Regions from separate parts of the Zea mays genome. Here region 2 is linked to region 1. A link is a contact called in public Hi-C data. All regions are on one chromosome and are shown on one strand. The core of a region is the stretch at or near the end of the contact, and the rest is flanking DNA. Distances in the headings are between cores, read along the strand shown. Region 1 holds the start of LOC103653365. Region 2 holds the start of LOC100382104 (putative WAK-related receptor-like protein kinase family protein).

The links. Hi-C and Micro-C count contacts between places; a contact is called where the count stands out from the background.
Region 2: a Hi-C map of ear shows a contact between it and region 1, with 2.6 times the contacts expected there. The contact joins the promoter of LOC100382104 here to the promoter of LOC103653365 in region 1. A contact is called at or near these places in 2 of 25 Hi-C or Micro-C datasets (ear and tassel).

Annotation. Positions count from the first base shown.
Region 1 is chr4:69,904,581-69,911,637 of Zm-B73-REFERENCE-NAM-5.0, reverse strand. It overlaps LOC103653365, which reads left to right and starts at 3,384. Exons shown (of 3, transcript XM_008680294.4): 1 at 3,384-3,580; 2 at 3,658-3,989. The coding sequence starts at 3,490.
Region 2 is chr4:70,416,111-70,423,167 of Zm-B73-REFERENCE-NAM-5.0, reverse strand. It overlaps LOC100382104 (putative WAK-related receptor-like protein kinase family protein), which reads left to right and starts at 2,544. Exons shown (of 3, transcript NM_001174865.1): 1 at 2,544-3,452; 2 at 3,568-3,630; 3 at 5,030-6,275. The coding sequence starts at 2,660. The coding sequence ends at 6,129. LOC100277089 reads left to right here. Exons shown (of 6, transcript NM_001150753.1): 6 at 1-245.

The DNA of each region.
Region 1 (7,057 bases), core at 2,135-4,634:
TAGTCGAGCCCTGCTCTTCTCCACCCGGCCGAACCCCCGTCGAACCCTCCCCGTCGCACGCGCGAACCCAAGGTTGATGACGACCCAAATTATTTTGTGTATTTTATAAAATACGTTTTGATTCGATTCATGAATTGCATATTTAGTTTGTTGTAATATGAACACGTGTGATCCATAATTTATGTGTATGTGCGTTATGGAATTTTTGGTAGAAATATGTGATCGTTAGTACACCGTGATGTTTTATGTTAATCGTGGTGTTGATTTTTGGATTAGAAAAATATGACGAGAATTTAATAGTCACACGTTGGTGATAAAAACAATATATATGAATTTTTGTAGTTAAATTTGGTCACAATAAACTTTAGAAACTAGTTGGAGAATTATAGTCATAGGTGCATTTTAATGGATTTAGAAAATGGTATAGAACTCATGTCATATGAATAATATAGGATTTTTAGATGATTTATCTAATTATTTTATTGACATTTTCTTTTTATAAAGAAAGGAAAAAAATATCAGTAGTAGGATGGAAAATAGATTTTTGCTAGTCAAATAATCATGTTTGCAAATTGAGCACTTAAATTTTTAGAGTAAGCAAAATAGTAGTTTATGTCAAAATACCCTCAATTGTGTTATAAAAAGTTCAATCAGTATTTATAGGGATTTTTAGAATGTTAAATTCATTTTTGCTATACTAAATAATTTGAGTTAGAAATAAAAAGGATAAAAGCTATTAATTTGTTTATTAGTATTAAAGACGATAATTATCATTTAATTTCATTGATGATGTTAAAATATATTAATACTAGTTAAAACTGTATTTATTACACCCACTCATAAATTCATCATTAGGACTCACAATAATAGCTATAATTGAATTAATAAGTATTTACGCGATTAGGACGTAATTAAGATGTGATTAGTACGATATATTAATGTGTACGTAATGGTGTATGTTTATGTAATGGTGCATGTTTATTTATTTGTGTATGTTTTATTTTTGTATGTGCGATATGCGACTCTATTAGAAGCCGACTATGTGGTAGAGGATTCGAATACGTTCGAAGACGAACAACATGACTCGCTTGAGCAAGGCAAGTGAATTCTCCCTCTGCATATTCTTTTTGCACTCAATCATTGCATTTAATAATGTTTACTTTTGATATACTGCATAATTTGATGGGTTTTTACCTAATTAAGGATTTCCTAGATTTACCACTGTATTCCTTGTTTACTCTGGAAATATTTAAGCTTTGCAAATTTGTGCTACCGCTTAACTTATTAATTCTGATGTCACTCATGAATTGGTATTAATGTTCCAAAACTTAATTGGCAATTATGACATTAATCCGATGGTTAACGCAACATTATTTCATATTAATTGCAACATGGAGTGACCCCCAGGATAACAGTGCAACCACGAGTGCTATCATGGCTCTGGCTTTGGTAATTAGCTTTATATGCTTAGTGCCTGGCAACCTTACCTGAAATATGGGCAAGAGGGGGAGCGGTAGGTGCTGGCAGCCCACGTTAACATAGGGACATATTCTTGTCTAAGGTACCTCACCCAGGGGGCCACCACCATCGTCTTTAGAAACCTTAGCGAGTTGTTTCGTATTAAGTGTATTTTGTGAAAGCCTCATAATGGATCCCTAGCCATTCACCTCGGCAGCGTTTAAGGGTCCGATCAACCCGGGCTAGATGGGATACATGGCTTGTGAGTAAAGTTGTACCACCTCTGCAGAGTGTAAAACTGATATATCAGCCATGCTCCCGGTTATGAGCGACCTGGACTCCTCACATGATAATTGAACTTGAAGATGGAATTAAATTGAGATCCGATGATCTGCCAATAATTTGCTTAAGTGGTTCCACTTAAGTGTTTTTGTTATATTCATATTCCTTTGTTTAATGGGATATTTGGGATTCACACTTATTAGTAAGACATGTGTTGTTAATAAAATGTTGACCAACTAAAATGCTTACTGCTCAACCTTAGCCTCACCTTGTTATACCTACATTAATTTTTCCCCCACTTGCTGAGCCCCGACCATAAGTGAGCTCACCCTTGCTAATATTTTGATCAGAGAGTGATGCTGGAGACTTTGATGGAGATTTTATCGACGACGATGAATTCTAAGTCTAACGATGCGCCGGTCATCTTCCTGTGGGAGATTGTCCCTGTTATTTATTTCCGCTTTAATTTGATGTGATACTTGTTCAAGATACAATGTTTCAGATGATGTAATAAAATATTATACTCTCTTTACGCCTTTATTGCATTGTCTTTTAATATATTACACTTGTGACGTCAACATATGTGTAGAAATAGATCCTAGCACACATATGATATGCGCTCGGTTCTACCCCTGGAACCGGGTGTGACAAACATTCAACAATGTTCCAGCCCAAACATGTCTCACGTCTCCAATTAGGACCTATTCGGTTCGAGGTGGATTGAAGGGAATTGCAGGGGATTAAATCTTTTTCTGATCAAAATTAAATAAAAAGAGATTTAATCCCTGTTAATCTCCTCCGATTATCTCCAGTAAATTCTATCGTGTTCCGTATTTCAAACTTTACTTTACAAACAGTATCAAACATACAATTTCTCGTTCACTGCTTTACACCACGCTCGAGACAGTCTAATCCACCAAATCACACATCCGAATGGATTGCATGGTGGTGGTGCCGGCTAGGGGTGGATAACGAGCCAGCTCGGCTCGGCTCGTCCGAGTTCGGCTGGCTCGTTAAGCTAACGAGCCAGCTCGGCTTGGCTCGTTAAGGTAACGAGCCACAGAGTCAGCTCGGCTTGGCTCGTTTACGAGCTCGAGCTGGCTCGTTTAGCTCGCGAGCCAGAGCAGAAAAAATAAAATGTACATAATAATTATTATTTAGTTAATTTCAAACTAATTTACCAATAAAAAATAGTAATTATACTTATAGTTTCACAAACCACATCAATATAACACCAAATTAGTATAATTCATCACTCATTAATTCACATACATGTTCATCAGTTTAACCCATAATTATATTTGCATACACCAAATTAACACATAGACATAGTTCATTAATCATTAGGTTAATTTATAGGCCATAGACACCTCACGTATATATAACATGTTCACCAATTATTCTGTAAATAATATGCATATAGTTTCGTTTTGCTGGAATATGGTAGCTCGTTTAGCTCGCGAGCTGGCTCGTTAACGAACCGAGTTAGGATGTCAGCTCAGCTCATGAAAAAAAAATTCAAACGAGCTGATCCAAGTCAAGTCGAGCTGACCATAAACCAAATGAGCTAGCGAACCCGAGCATTTCATCCAACCCTAGTGCCGGCCGCATAAAGAGAAGCCGTCTTTTGCGACAGCTTGAGGACCCGCACAGGCATCCCAAACGTTTCCACGTTCCCGGATCCATCCCCTACTTTATATAGCCTTCCAAAAACCCAAACCTCCGCGTCTCTCCCTCACGAAAACGAGAATGGAGTTTCTGTACCGCGCCGTCGACGAGCCTCGAAGCCGGTCCCCGCCACCGCCAGCGGCACCAGTTACTCCTGGTTCCGGATCGACTGGTGAGATCCCCTAGACTCCTATCCCTCCGATTCATTTCGATCAGTCTGCTTCACCTGTCTGCGTGCGATTCTACCAGACGGCCACGGAAGCGACGGTCCGGCGGAGTGCGTGGGTAATTCTGCCGTGACGCTATGGCAGTCCGATCTGCCCCCACCGGAGACGGCGGAAGCCGACGCCTACGAACTGCGGCGGCAAGCGGAGAAGGCGAGGATCAGGGAGCGGATCCTCAGGGAGGAAGCGGAGCAATTGGAGCTCGAGATGGTGGTGCGTAGCGAGTTAAGGGAGCAAATGCTGCAACTCTTGTGGCCTACGCTAGGGCGGCCGACGAGGGGATCAGAGACGAAGGTGGTGCTGTCACCGGGAACGATTACCGCCGCCAATTCGTCGCCGCCGATTCTCGCGCTTGAGGTTTGCTCTCTTTTGGGCTGATCATGCTTTTCGTTTGTCCCTAGCTCTCGCTTCCCGTTTTTCTACCAACGTAATGTACGTCAGAGGGAAAAATTTATCGGCGATGTGATATCCGAAAAACCTAATTTTCTTGTGAGCTCCGATATTTTTTCTTTATCAGCCGAAATTTTTAAATTTTTATGAATTGATACTATCAAATGTTCAAATTAGAAGTCACTTGGTCTATATGTCTTCTCAGTCTCTTCTAGGAGACTAGACACTAAAAACCCTAAATTTACTTGATTGGTTGGTCTGTGTTGTTTTTATTTGTTAAATGTCTAAATATAATCTACATGACATTTAAACAAATTGAGTCATTTTCTTTAAATTTGTACCGAAATTTTTTGCCTATAGCCGATAAAGTTCCGATAAATCCGATAATCCTGTTTATCGCCAACCTCTGATATTTTTTCCTTATCGATAAAATAAACCCAGCTAAATCTTGGCGGTAGTTACTGATTTTAAGACGAATCAATTATCCTGAGGACTGTCACAACTCGATACATCACTCAGCCTTTTGTTGATTAAAATTTTCTTTGTTTTAGTTTTAGGCCACCTACAATCCTACATATGCGAACCAAACAAGCATTGTAAAAAATAGATTTAGTAGTAAAAACATGTCAAACGGAAACAAATCAATATACACGTACATGTTATTACCACCATGTACATATAACATGTTGTCTATTGTTTTCCCTTTTTTATATTTTTGAGAAAAAAACATTATTTTGTTTGAACTTAAAACTTAGATTAATTCCCTTTTATTTTCGTGTGATCTTTTTCTAGTTTGAAAATCCAAACTAAATATACTTTAAAACTGCAAATTTGTCTTGATCTGAAATAGGAAACTTGATTGAGACACACACAAAACTTGATTGTTATGCTTGAAAATGCTAACTTAAACTTGCTTTCCAATTGAAACATAAATTTATTATGGTTGAAACATTGCAATTCACTTATACTATAAACCATTAGTGAAGCTTTCATTTTGAATGGTAAATTATTCCATAGATGTGTAAAAAATGTGTCTTCCTTGTTCAGTTTTCTAGAATTTGGTTTTCTTTCGTGTGGTTTTTGTTTAGAGACTCTTATAACCACTCGCAATAATTGTGATAAATTTTGTTTCTGTTTGCTAGAGTATGTCATGGAGCCATGGATAGAGAAGACCTAATTGGAAAATTTGTACTCTGTGAATTAAGTATGCATGCACTGTGGGCAGACTATATTAGCATAAATGTAAGAGAAGATACTAATAAATCATGTAATCTACATAAAAGAAAATCTAGGCAGATGAAATGATTAACTTCGAACAAGTAGATCAAAAACATTTTGATCATAAGCACAGTTTTGAGCATGGGGATATGTTGCTGAAGTATATTAGAATCAATTGTCACTGTTTTATTATATATATATATATATATATATATATATATATATATATATATATATATATATATATATATATATATATATATATATATATATATATATATATATATATATATGCAATGGTTAGAAACTGAAGATACTAGTGTGTATCTGAAGATACTAGCGTGTATCGTATATAAAGTTGGGCAAAGTACATTTTTAACCCTCAATATGCACGTGAGTTTGATTTTCATCGTTAAACTATAAAACCAACTACCTTAACCACCTTCAACTGTTGGGACCAATAAATTTGGTTTTTTAGCACGTTTCAAGTTGTTTTCACTTTTCTATTCAATAATGTAATATCTAAAAAGTTATATCTATTTTAAATAAAAATATAAAACTAGTACTATTTATTCTAAAAAATATCATCTAATTGTTTGGTGTTCTTTTTGTAGTTGTTTGGAACTTAATTATTTGCGTCCCTATTATTTTATTGCTTGTGGTCTAGTTTATTTAAAACATGAACAAATAAGATTCAGATAACTCCAAATAGAGCATCAAAGAATAGTTTTTTTAGAAAAAATGGTTTCAATTTCACTTTTTTATTTAAAATAAACGAGTTATGATTTTTTAGAGATTAAAACATGTTTTTACTATTTTAGAAAATATAAATTCACATTTTAATTAAATGATTTATTTAAAATTTATCTGACAGTTGGTGTCAAGTACCTGGTATTCTGATCGTTGCCCCCTTGTGCTGGGGTTGCAAGATTTTAAACATGGAAAAAAGAGATTTCATTTTGAAGCATTCTGGCCCAAGTTGGGTGGTTTTTAGGATGCAGTCGCTGCTGGGTGGTCCTCGGCCCTGGCAGGGTCCTATCCCTTGGTGACTTATCATTGAAGCTTAAGGCCACTACCAAAGGTCTTCAGAGTTGGAGTGACAAAAAGGTGGGGGCATGTTTACTATTTAGAGTCAGTGGTGGTTGGCAAAGGAGGTTCTTCATCAACTTGAAATAGCTCAGGATAGTAGAGCTCTTGCTGAAAAATGAAGACCGGCTCAAAAACACACTCAAGAAGCACTGTTTGGCCCTCTCCTTTCTTAGGCGAACTAATGCCAGATTGAGATCCCGAATTAGTTGGATCAAGGATGGAGATGCAAACACGTCCTTGTTTCATGCTCAGGCTAGGTTCCGTAAGGGTAACAATTTTAGTTCTAAGATCACTGATGATGATGGACGTACCCTCACATCACCTGATGCTAAGGCAGCCCAGTTCTTCTGTTTCTATAGTGGACTGCTTGGGTCTTGCGAGGTGCGTGATACTACTATTGATTTAGATGCTCTAGGCATGCCTTCCATTGACTTAGCTGCCTTGGACGCCTCCTTCTCCGAGGAAGAGGTTTGGGATACTATCAAGAGCTCCCTTTAGACAAGGCTCTAGGACCGGATGGGTTCACTGGACGCTTCTATAAGGCGTGCTGGTCGATCATCAAAGACGACATTATGGGCAGCCATATCTTGGGTGTGGGCTCGGAAATTCAGAAACATGGGTCTTAATGCTGTCTATATCATTCTTTTGCCCAAAAGGGAGGGAGCACAGAATGTGAAAGATTTCAGACCAATTAGTCTCGTCCACACTTTTGCTAAATTAGTCACAAA
Region 2 (7,057 bases), core at 1,295-3,794, 510 kb before region 1:
ATAAAGGAAGGTAGAAGTTCCTGGTGATGAAGATAAACTTATGTACATTGCTGTGGTGATGAAGATGAATTTATCTGCATTGCTGTGTTGTTCTACATGTAACAGGGAATGGAGCAAAGCTGCATAGGCTTGCTTAATTCCCCAGTTCTGGGAGCAATTGGCCTCGAATCTTGAGTGCAATTTATCTGAGTTTCTTTCCGGAAAGAATTTTGACATTCTATTTGCTAGTGGAACTGGAGCAGCAATATATGATTTATGTGCTACAGTACCCCATATAATGAGTGCTATCTATCTATATATTCGAATGACAACAAGATCTATGACCTCCAGCAATTTGGAGTACTCAGACTGTACAAGACATAGGTCTCGATTGAATCCACCCCAATTTAAGTTTAGATAGCTAATTGCCACCCAACTAAAGTTTAGCTAGCTAATTGCTAGAGCTAAACTTAAGTTTAGCTGTCGTTGTTTGGATACTCTAGCTAATTGAAAACCTAAGATCATATTACCTATGGAGGATAGAATAAGCGACTAGAAGGTGATGAATTACTAGAGGTGATGAATGAGAGCCAATAAAAATTCTTACATTGAAGCATTCTTTGCTCAACCCAACCTTATAGATACCAAAAACTCCAAAATGGGTCAAATCAAGAATATATTAATTAATTGTTGATTGGATGCTTCAAACAATCCATTAAACCAAAAGAGCTTGATTTGAACACCAAAAGACCAAACAAAAGACCCTCACAGTAGAGCGGTAGTGCCACTCAAATGTCCTAGTGTCGGGGTGTAGTAGTGTTGTTCAGAGGTACGATGGTGTCGCTCGAGCAAAGTTTCTTTGACTGCCTTTAAACTTTGCAGACAACAAGAGGAGAGGATGAAGAAATGATATAACAAGTAAGTGTAATTACAAGAATAATTTGGAGTGTAAACCACACAAGGCAAAATATGAGACAAGAATCACCCTCGAGGTTCGATTGCTTGTTAGAAACTTACATCCTCATTGTGGCAAATCCAAGCTAGATGATCCATATGCTATTTGACATTACAAGCCAAGCCTATAATAAGGATGCCATAAGAGTAACTCTAGATAGTCATTCCAAGTAGCCATGATATCAGTAGAGTTGCCCTTCACAAAACTCCTCCAAGGAATGAGCATAAGAGCTCCTTACAACGATGACCAGAGCCGATGTCAATCCTCAATAGTTGCTCAACAATCCCACAAACTCCAGCTTATCTAGTTGACATCAATCACCAAGAGTAATAATAGTGTAATCAGTCGAAGTTACTCAACTAGGGCCACAAAATGCTTGAACTATATGCAATGCACTAGGATTTCTCCAATCTCACTCAAGTGACGAACTATGAGTTATGAGTGAAGTGTTTTTCTTTATCCTCAAGAGGTTATGCAAGTGTTGGTGGTTTAGAGATGTCGACTAAGGCTGGCCAAGGAGTCTATTTGTAGCCCCACAAAGGAATCTAACTATTAACACTTGAAAAATTAAACTTGAGGGCATCAAACATGTCTAGTGCACCATCGATCACTGCATTGGATACGTCCAATACCTATCTAATAGATCTAAACTAGCTGTTAACTATGTGAGGTGTCCGATGAGTTCAAAACCAAAATATGCATGTTCACATGCTCCCTTGGTGTCATATATAGTGTGGTATTCAGTACCACACCGAATATGTGTGGTACACTATATATATAATTAACGTATTTGACATGCTCTCTAATGAGGTGTTTGGTTTGATGAATCACTCTATCCAAAATGAAGTGGTGCATCATGAGTTCATTTCTCAAATTTGGTGGGATGACTCCATTTCACATATTAGTACTAAACAACTAACTATGAGGAATGAGGTGGTGATGGATTAACTCACTCCATTCCACAAACCAAACAAAAAAGTAAGGAGTGAGAAGATGATGGACTACATCATTCCTCAAACTAAACACTCCATAAATTTCTTATCCAGTGAGCCATCAAGTCTTCCAATGATAAACATGTCCTCATTAGAATAGTTGAAGACCAATTATTTTAGTTGGTTGTTGTGTGTTACTACAGTTTCTATATTCAGAATATTTACAATACCTATTCCCTATTAAACTCAAACGGTTGCGAATTCTATTGGTTAGAACCTATACATGTGAGAAGGGAGGGCGATAGTTCAAACTCTAGCATTGCACTCATTTTTGGTCTTTTAATCGTGAGTTGATCTAGGAAAAATTGATGGGGTTTTAAAATTGCAAGGGCTTATATGTCGCGAAGGTGGGATGATCACGAGTTGATTGAAGCAAAATTAAGGGGGTTTTCAAAAGTTTACGTCCGTGGAACCGTCGAACCATGAAAACAGATTTATCTAAAATTTAAGTTTACCGATTTCTAAATGTAATTTGTAGTGCCGACCAAACAACCAGCAACGACGAAACACCCACTCTAACATGCATGATGCTTTTACTCCTGTATGGAATCGTTTTGGGAGTTCTCCTCTTATATTCATCGCAAGGCCAAAATCATGCAGGTTGATGGGGACGGACAGCAGGCAGATAAAAAGTCAAACCTCCTCCTTAATAGAAGAAATAATTCATACATATTACATACGACAAGCGCGAGGAGACAAGGTAAGCATTTGGGTCCTCCACTCCGTCTCCGAGATGGGTATCGCTCTCCTCGCGCTGCTGCTGGTGCTGCCGGCGAGCCATGCGCGGGTGTGCCCGCCGTGCGGGTCGACGGCCGTGCCGTACCCGCTCAGCACAGGCGACGGCTGCGGCGACCCGGCGTACAAGGTCCGGTGCGCCGCCGCCACCAACTCGTCGACGTCGTCGCCGACGCTCATGTTCGATGCGCTGAACGGCACGTCGTACCGGATCACGTCCATCTCGGCCGCGACGCAGCGGCTGGTGGTCGCGCCGGCGCCGTTGGTGGCGCAGGGCAGCAGGTGCGTGTCGGAGGGGCGCGGCGGCGGGGTGCAGCTGAACGCGTCGCTGCCGTTCAACGTGAGCTCGTCCAACACCATCATGCTGCTCAACTGCACCAGCGCGCTGCTGCTGTCGCCGCTCAACTGCTCCTCCAACTCGCTCTGCCACGTCTACGCCAACGCCACGGGGTCCACGGCGGCGGCTTGCGCGCCGCTGCCGCTCTGCTGCACCTTCGTGGCGGGGGGCTCGTCCACGTCCTACAGCATCCGGGTGTCCCCGCAGTTCTGCAGCGCGTACCGCAGCTTCGTGGGGCTCGACCCGGCGGCGCAGCCGCCGGCCACGTGGGGCCGCCGCCTCGGGCTGGAGCTGCAGTGGGCCACGCCCAGGGAGCCGCTCTGCCGCACGCAGGCCGACTGCGAGGACGGCGCCAACGCCACCTGCGCCGACGACCCGCTCACGCCCGCGGCCCGCCGCTGCTTCTGCGTGCCCGGGCTCTCGTGGAGCCCCCTCGCCGGCGCGTGCCAGCTGAGTACGTAATTTCTTTCCGCTGCATCTGCACGCCGTTGAATCGAAGACTCGAGGACGAGGATGGACAGGTCCTGAATTAAATGGAACTCCTGTACTACTTGTTCGGTTTGGTGCAGATCCCTCTGATTGCCAGATCGCTGGGGGCTGCGGAGGATCCAACCATGCGCCTCTCATTGCAGGTAACCGCTTGCTTCCGTGTTCTTGTCGTTCAGAGTGTTCGACAAATCTCAAAACCTAAAAAAAAAGAAAATATTTAGTTACTGCTTGACACAAATGATTAGATGCCACATAAAAATGTTTCTAAATTGCTAGATAGTTTGATTGAATATATATACAAATTTTAGATGACATACCCTACCGGAAAATTCTAGATCAGTGCTTGCTTCGTCTTTTTTTTATTGCCATCTACTGTCACGGGTAACCGTATAATACATACCTCATATTAACCGCTAAAACTTTGACAACAATTTTCCTCGGCGTAGTACAAATCCCTCATATGACGCGTTGGGTAAAGAGGAGGTAGTGGTTTGGTCGACTCAAGCAACCCTTTTGACCCTTCTAGTCCAGTCGACAGTAGGTACGCTGCATTCAACCCTTTACCCTTTTGATAAGCCACAATGGTATGGTCAACTTTGGGGGGCTCATGGCATGGACCATAGTCATAGAGGGATAAGCTTTGACCACTCCATGAATGTGTGTTGCAAAGACTGGCGGCTGGCAGCAGACAAGACAACTATCAGCCCATGAGGTCCAGATCAACGGCTCACTCTACGTTATGTTTTTATAAAGATCTGAGAACGTTTTGTTCCGGCATATATTAGTATAAGGGCCCGTTTGTTTACCTTGATTTTGAGGAATTGAAAACTAATTAATGAAGTAGTCTATTTTTTTAGAATTTGATATTTCATAACTTTTCAACGTTTATATATAAACATATCTCAAATTTATGGGTGACATATAGAAACTGATTCTATAGATTTACATGCTACTTTTCTAATATACAACTTATAATACACTTTTCTACTTGTTTTTTATAGATGTCCAGCAACATCCTACAGTGTATAACTATTTCTCTCATATAATTTAAGCTAATATACAAATAAATTACATATACAAATATAATAACTTAATTAGTTTGTGTCTAAATTATGATTATTGGAATGGAATTTAATTCCAACCAAACAAACGGAACCTAAGAAGAAAAAATAAAGAATCGATTCATTTAAAAAAAGAAAATCAGGCCTAAAACTATACAAGCATTATTTACAGCCTAGGCTCCACTCTGTAAAAAACCATGACAAGCATTATTCACCAAGTCCATAAACTACTGCCACATAAACCGAACACAACTTCGAGTCATCAGTTCTCGTTGTCAAGCTCATCGATACTCGACGCGACAGATCTGACTTTCCGTAGATTAAGACAAGTCTCCAATGGAATTTCACACACGGCCGGGCGGCCGGCCGGCAGTCAATTAGTCGAAGGCTTTTGATGAGTCAACTTAAAATTCCTCGCCTTCAAAAATTAAAGTTCAGCGATCGATTCAAATGTTGTGATGGTTTTTGTGACGCGACGCAGGGCTGGTGTGCGGCCTCGGCGGCGCGTTGCTGCTCGCCGCAGCGGGGCTGCTGGCGTACCGGCGGCAGCGGCGCGTCCGGCTCGCCCGGGAGAGGCTGGCCAAGGAGCGGGAGGAGATCCTGAACGCCAACAACGCGAGCGGGCGCACCGCCAGGAACTTCTCCGGCCGCGAGCTGAAGCGCGCCACGGGCAACTTCTCCCGCGACAACCTCCTGGGCGCCGGCGGCTACGGCGAGGTCTACAGGGGCGTGCTCGGCGACGGCACGGTGGTGGCCGTCAAGTGCGCCAAGCTGGGCAACACCAAGTCCACGGACCAGGTCCTGAACGAGGTGCGCGTGCTGTCGCAGGTGAACCACCGCAGCCTGGTCCGCCTGCTCGGCTGCTGCGTCGACCTGGACCAGCCGCTCATGGTGTACGAGTTCGTCCCCAACGGCACTCTCGCCGACCACCTTCACGGCGCCACGAGCCTGAGCCGCCCGCCCACGCTCGGGTGGCGCCAGCGCCTGGCCATCGCGCGCCAGACGGCGGAGGGCGTCGCGTACCTCCACTCCGCGGCCGTGCCGCCCATCTACCACCGCGACATCAAGTCCAGCAACATCCTGCTGGACGCCCGCCTGGACGCCAAGGTCTCCGACTTCGGGCTGTCCCGGCTGGCGGAGCCCGGGCTGAGCCACGTGTCCACCTGCGCCCAGGGCACCCTGGGTTACCTGGACCCGGAGTACTACCGCAACTACCAGCTCACGGACAAGAGCGACGTCTACAGCTTCGGCGTCGTGCTGCTCGAGCTGCTCACGTCCAAGCGCGCCATCGACTTCGCCCGCGGCGCCGACGACGTCAACCTCGCCGTGCACGTGCAGCGGGCGGCGGACGAGGAGAGGCTCATGGACGTCGTCGACCCGGCCATCAAGGACGGCGCCACGCAGCTCCAGCTCGACACCATGAAGGCGCTCGGGTTCCTAGCGCTCGGGTGCCTCGAGGAGCGCCGGCAGAACCGGCCGTCCATGAAGGAGGTTGCAGAGGAGATCGAGTACATCATCAACATCGAGGCCGCCGGCCATCCTATCGAGCAGCAGCGAACTTGCCTAGACTCCAGCGAGTGATATGAACTTGTCTAGAACGTATGAATATCTTCGGAAATCAAGATACTCCTATTTTGTAATACTCTTCTGATACCAGAGTTGTTGAAATAGTCAATAATTACTATATACGCAACAGATGTGTCATCATGATATGATTTACGCTTGAGAAAGTTCGGAAATTTAGGCGTTCCCATATTTTCATTTGGAAGGAAAGTCTGGAGTAACATAAACTCCATTCACAAATCATTAATCCCAAAAGATGTAAAGAACAAAACATACCATGTTTTAGAATCTAATCTAAATATTATAGATTTAAACAGGTATGGATTGCATCTTTATTAGTGGGATTTAGTTTCAAAGATAAAGCCTGTGTGACCTATGTAATTGTAGGGTGTGATCACTGGCCATGGATGGAGTATTTATTAATTAGACATGTATAATTGCTAATTTGTAGCACCACTAACAACTATACTTAAGACAAATCAATGATCCCAATTCTTTGGAGGCTATATACTATCAGAGATGAGGTGATTGAGAGCCAATCAAAAAAATTCTGAAATGGCCGCTCTCACAATCAATCCTTCAACAAGTAGGATGTCATCGAATCAACCAGTAGCCGGATGCGTCCTGATACACAACGGGACACTTATCATAGTGGAAAATCAAAAGCTTAGGCGTCCTTTGGAATGCATGAAATTTTCCTATTTCATGTGTTTTTTTCTATGAACATTAATTGATTCCTGTGAAATTCTTGTATGATTCATCTAAAATCCCTATATTCCAAAGAGGGACTACAATGAAAAAGGGGCTCAACTACCATAAAATATACTCCCTCGAGAAGGCCCACAATGTTAAGGTGTCAAGTCGAGCAAACCATCACCCAAGAATTGGGGGCTCATCCATGCATCTAGATTCCTAACCTAGGGGGGGCATGGGCCAAGCCTTTGCC